Linked DNA regions of Triticum aestivum: region 1 is linked to region 2. Evidence: chromatin contacts called from public Hi-C data. All regions are on one chromosome and are shown on one strand. The core of a region is the stretch at or near the end of the contact, and the rest is flanking DNA. Distances in the headings are between cores, read along the strand shown. Region 1 holds the start of LOC123060482 (aromatic aminotransferase ISS1). Region 2 holds the start of LOC123060480 (transcription factor GTE9).

Region 1 (2,700 bases), core at 168-2,667, 790 kb before region 2:
TACATTTGTCTTTCTTTCCTTTCCGCAATCCTATCGCCTAGAATCTTCCCAAACAACACCGGAACAAACACAATGATAGGTTAATACGCCAAGAAATTCAGGCAGGTTTACCTGCGCAAGCGACATCACATCAGTGACCCCTCGAAGCAGCTCTTGTATCTGAAAGAAAAAAGGGAACCAGGAAGAGGCCACCAAGTAAGACAAAGAAATTGGGGATAATAAAGGCAGGAGATTGTTGACGAGGTGGGGTGGGGTGGGGAGGTCTATCTCACCTTCACCATGACCGGCGCCTCCGTCTCCACGCACCTCTTGGCCAGCTTGGCGAAGCTGCCCATGGCCTCCCCCCTCCTCCAAGAACCTGGAACTGGGGATTGGGGAGACGAATTTGAGCCGGAGATCCGAGAAGACTGACCAGAGAAGGGAGGCGAGGCGAGGCGAGGCTAAGAAGGCGTGGAAGGAAGAAGGGGGCGGGCCTAAATAATTCTCGGACAACAACCTCTGGGTGTGTAGTCCCCAACTGATCCCGAGCTCGCTCGCTCACCAACCCCGAAGGAGGCAAGGCGTAGGCACGCAGACAAGGAGAAAATTAGTGAGAGATTCGAGGAGCCCGGCCTCTTTTTCCCACTGTTTTCTGTTCTTCTTTTCTGTCTCTTCCCCTGGACTTTCTTGGCCCAGCCGGGTCGCTGGAGGAGGAGGATAAGCCTTGATCTCTCTCTCTCTCTCTCCTTCTTGGGACTAAAAAATACGGACTACTAGTGTTTTTGGCAGCCATTTGGTGTGAAAATAAAATGCGAGCCCAATTTCTGCTGCTGCGAGATTTAGGGGGGCGGCATTTCACGCGGATAATTCTGGTCAAATTAATGGTTAGGTTTTGTTGATGGAAACAAAACTCCTAGTGGGGAGCTGAGGCTATAAATAAAGAAAGAACACGGGAAGGTGCCATGCCACCGGCGCTAGATCTCTGGCGACGAAGGCACACTTTGCGTTTCCCAGGGAAATCGGGGGATGGCAGTAGTATAATCCAGGTGCGAACAAAAAGGCCCGGAGATGGAGGCAGACCCGGTCAGGCAGCCAGCCACCGTGCTGTGCTGCGCACACAGCGGACCCGGTCACACGGGTGAGGATGGCACCACCAAACCACCAACCCCGCGAGTCCACGGCGACGCGCGGTCGATCTACTCTGCCTATCTACTCTACTCTATCCACCCGCACGAGGAGAACGAGGAGGGAAGGCTTGGATGGGATTGGCTTGGCTTCTTACCGGGAGGCTGGGCGCGGCGGGTGACGACGACTGTACGCCGTCCGTCGGGTCTCCGGCTACTGTAATTTGTAGTACGCGATGGGCGGAGGTGGGTGGGTGCGTGTGCGTCGTCGGGTCCCTGTCGCGGCGGGCGTGCCTGCGTGCATGAACTGAGTTGGCTCGGATCGGTTCCAGGCGTGAGCGGTGACGTGACGGCATGGAACTGGAGGTTGGAGAGACGACATGGAATCGTGCATCCGGTGCTCTTACTTTCTTCTTTCTTTTCGTAAAACGGCCTCAACGGGAAAGAAATCAGCCGATTCTCAGGCACGACACGTATTCTATGGGCCTTTATTATCTCAACAACAACCCGTAAATTTTCTCCCGCATACGTCCGTGAAAAGAGAGGGGACCAGTCGCAGACACAGATGCGGAGAGCCGCCATACAACACTGTCCGCATACATCCGGCCAACAATTCGAACGAACCGAACGAAATTCATTCAAAACGACCGGATTTCATATAAACCGCACGACACGTATCTATAGGCCAGGCACATGTCTCGGCCTTATTGTATCTGGCCCACAAGCACCGGTTATTTTCTCCTTTCGATTTTGTTTTCTTGCCTTCACAAGTCAAATCATCCCTCTCCCTTTCTCTTGGGGATATAGCTATCAGGTACGACTAAGTCCTTTTGCTAGGATATCTGCCGTGACAATTCCACGACAGTTGGCGCCCACCGCGGGGCCAGCGCACGGTGGATTTGAATTCTTGAAGGGCAACTTCGAAGGGCTCAAGGGATACGTTGTGGGCCGGATGACCAAGAGTCGTCGCGGCAAGCTCTACATCGACGACGAAAGCTGGGGCCCCGAGACCGGCTCAATTGAGTACGGGTACCGGGTCCCCTTCGGCGGGATTCATGTCTTCATTGGCCGGATCGGCGAATCGGGCCCTGAGCCGGACGTCTGCACCAACATCATCGAGACGGCTCAGCGCGCGAGGCCCGCCCGGGCCCGACCCGCTGTAAAGCGTGCCTTTGTGGGTTGCATACATGGAGGTGAATACTCGGAAGGATCAGTGGATGGCGGTGAGACGGCCATCTGTTCCGACGCTACGTCATCAACAGGCGAGACGGATTCTTTGTATCAGTTGCAGGATGGCATGCTTGGGGGCTGTTCCGATGGCAGCAGTATTCCGGACCCCTTTGAGCCGCCGAATCGAGCCGAAGTCTTCATGGCAGGCACTCAGCCCGGGCAGAACTCCACGGCTGCAGCAGCAACAACCACCGGATCGGCAGCGGCCGGGTCAGGAGACCCCGCGCGCCCCCCGGCTCAGATGCTAATGGACCTCATGGATAAGCTGACGGCTCTGTTGACTGTTGTGATAGAGCCGGCGGATAAAGTTCAGCATGACGCGGAGGTGGCACGGGTACGCGAAGAGATGGCACAGGCCAAGGAAAAT
Region 2 (2,700 bases), core at 55-2,554:
AAGCTTGGGTTGGTAAGGCTTGAGAATCAAACTGTTGCAGTAAGCCTTCCTGCTCAAAGCGTCAGCAATTACATTGGCCTTGCCTGGAATATATTCGATACTCAGATTATACTCTTAAATCATTTCGACCCAACGAGTCTGCCTGAGGTTGAGATTAGGCTGAGTGAAGATGTACTTGAGACTCTTGTGGTCAGTGAAGATGTCCACTTTTCTTTCCAATAAGAGATGTCTCCAAGTTAAAAGAGCATGAACAACTGCCGCCAATTCGAGATCATGAATGGGGTAGTTCTTTTCATTAGGCTTCAACTGGCGAGAGGTATAAGCCACAACTTTCTTCTCTTGCATCAACACTGCACCAAGACCTTGAAGAGAGGCATCACAAAAGACCTCGAACGATTTGAATTCATCAGGAGGAGTCAGAACTGGAGCAGTGACTAACTTCTCTTTCAGGGTGTTGAAAGCGATGTCATATTCAGGAGACCAGACGTACTTCACGTGCTTCTGAAGAAGGTTGGAAAGAGGCTTCGCGATCTTTGAAAAGTTCTCAACGAACCTTCGACAATAGCTTGCGAGCCCAAAAAAGCTGCGGAGTTGCTTCACGTTCTGAGATGATTCCCAATTCACAATTACAGACACCTTCTCAGGATTCACCGATATGCCCTTGGCAGAAATGATATGCCCAAGGTAGAGAACCTCATCGAGCCAAAACTCGCACTTGGAGATAGTAATATAGACTAATAACATCGGCAAGTTACTACTCTATGTTACTTCCCATTGTGAGCAGTTTAAAAGCAGGATCTTCCCTATCCCGCACGTGGTTCCCTCGCTCCAATTTTTAGGGGAAATCTCCTTTTCACAACCGAAAAACACCCAGCAGGCAGACCAGGAGTCCCAAGACCCACTGCTTCCACGTGTCACCAGCCTTCGCCTCCAGGTCACACCGCTCTCCGGCCGTCACCCGACCCACCCAGATCCCGCGTGCTGGACAAAAGACGGCCGCTCCCTAAACAGTACGGTACTACACCAAACCTACTCAACCACAATGACAAGTGGTCCCAGAAACCTTGTCGCCCCACGATACATCGTCATACAGCCCGCGATCCTTGCCCAAACCAGAAACCTTCTGGAAGAAAGTCAAAGCGCGCCCCGCTCCACGTCACGTCGGTCCCGGTGGGCCCCGCGCGTACATCTTTCCCGCTGCCCGTCCGATCCCCGCCAACCGACGGCCACGATCGGGCACCCACCGCCCCTCGTATCCCCCCACCCCTATAAATACCCACCTAGAGGGGCACCAGCCCCGCGCGCGTCAAGTCGCATCGAATCGTACCGTTTCGCTCCGCTCCGCTCCACTTCGGGTCTCGACTGGACCGGCTCGTGCGCAGGAACCGACTCTACTTTGGGTTCGGGCTCGGTCGCTTCGGCGAGGAAGAGGAGTTCGGGCTCGGTCGCTTCGTCGAGGAAAAGGATAAGCAGGCACAGACGCGCACCGCATCGCACCCTGCACCTCCCGTCCTCCCGTCTCGCCCGACGCCACGGCCGGAGCCCGGAGAATCCACGCCGCGGCCGCTCGCCCTCCCGCTCCCAGGAGGCTCCCGCGGCCCGCCCGCCCGGCGCCCCGGCGGCCGTCCTGCCCACAGTAGGCGGAGGGGGGAGGCGCTTGCAGGCTCACCGTCAAGCCGCAGCGGCGGATCTGTCCCCAAGCCACAGCCGCCGAGGTCTTCGACGCCGCGCAGGGGATCACGGGGCGCGTCTCGGTCTCGTTCCAGATGCCAACGACCTCAATCTCCAAGCCTAAGGTGAATTAACCCCCTTCCAATCTGAAATCCACTCGTTGGCATCTACATTTGTAGCTTCTGTTTGGATTTAGATCTGATTGATTTCACCAGTGGGAAATTAACAAATGATGCTGTCATATCCCGCTTTCAAGCCATGATGACATAGGCTCGCTTGGTACGGATTGGTCCTAGGGCCAAGTGTAATGTTAGGGTTTTGCTGCACGACATTTGAATACCTGTAAATTTCGGTTTGTGTGTTCTCATTTCAATCCGCGTGAGGTTTCAATTTGGTGCCTGTGTGTGTGGCTGAAGCTGTTTGTCATTATTCAGCAGGTCTGCGCCTCGCTGGCGCCTGGTAACATGACACCAACGGTCCGCATGGAGTGCGGGCCGCAGATGCAGGCTAAACGGAGCTACGATGAAATAGCTTACCGGGGCACGGGGTATGCAGAGACTGTGGGCGAGTCAGGCAGCCCTGTTCGTGCTGGCCCGGAAGGTTTCTCGGCGTCAAAACGCAAGTGCATCAGCCTTAATAGTGATGGCTTTGATGTGAAGCGAGAGATCTTTGTCCCGTCTAAGATGTCGTCGTCTGAGCGGCGCTACCTTCGGAAGAGATTCCGGGCAGAGCTTGATTCGGTTCGAGAACTCCTCAAGAAGCCAGAGTTTTTGTCCGTCATGCCTGTCAGCAAAGCACCTGCGCTGTCATCGTCAGCTGCCCCTCGAGCTAAAAAGGTGCAAAGGGGGAGCCATGTTGTCCGTGGTGCCAAGGGACGCTTCTTGCCGACAAAACCCCGGCCTGAAACGTCTACAGTGTTGCCTGAAGCTACAATTCTCAAGCAGTGCGAAGCTATTCTGAAGAAGCTGATGACTCAGAAATGTAGTCATATTTTTAATGATCCAGTAGACGTGGAAAAGCTGAACCTTC

What was found. Hi-C and Micro-C count contacts between places; a contact is called where the count stands out from the background.
Region 1: a contact with region 2 is called in a Hi-C map of leaf, with 4 times the contacts expected there. The contact joins the promoter of LOC123060482 here to the promoter of LOC123060480 in region 2. A contact is called at or near these places in 3 of 5 Hi-C or Micro-C datasets (all in leaf).

The regions. Positions count from the first base shown.
Region 1 is chr3A:97,458,210-97,460,909 of IWGSC CS RefSeq v2.1, reverse strand. It overlaps LOC123060482 (aromatic aminotransferase ISS1), which reads right to left and starts at 1,417. Exons shown (of 10, transcript XM_044483230.1): 1 at 1,262-1,417; 2 at 273-364; 3 at 112-159. The coding sequence starts at 335.
Region 2 is chr3A:96,665,841-96,668,540 of IWGSC CS RefSeq v2.1, reverse strand. LOC123060480 (transcription factor GTE9) reads left to right here and starts at 1,304. Exons shown (of 11, transcript XR_006427985.1): 1 at 1,304-1,796; 2 at 2,106-2,700.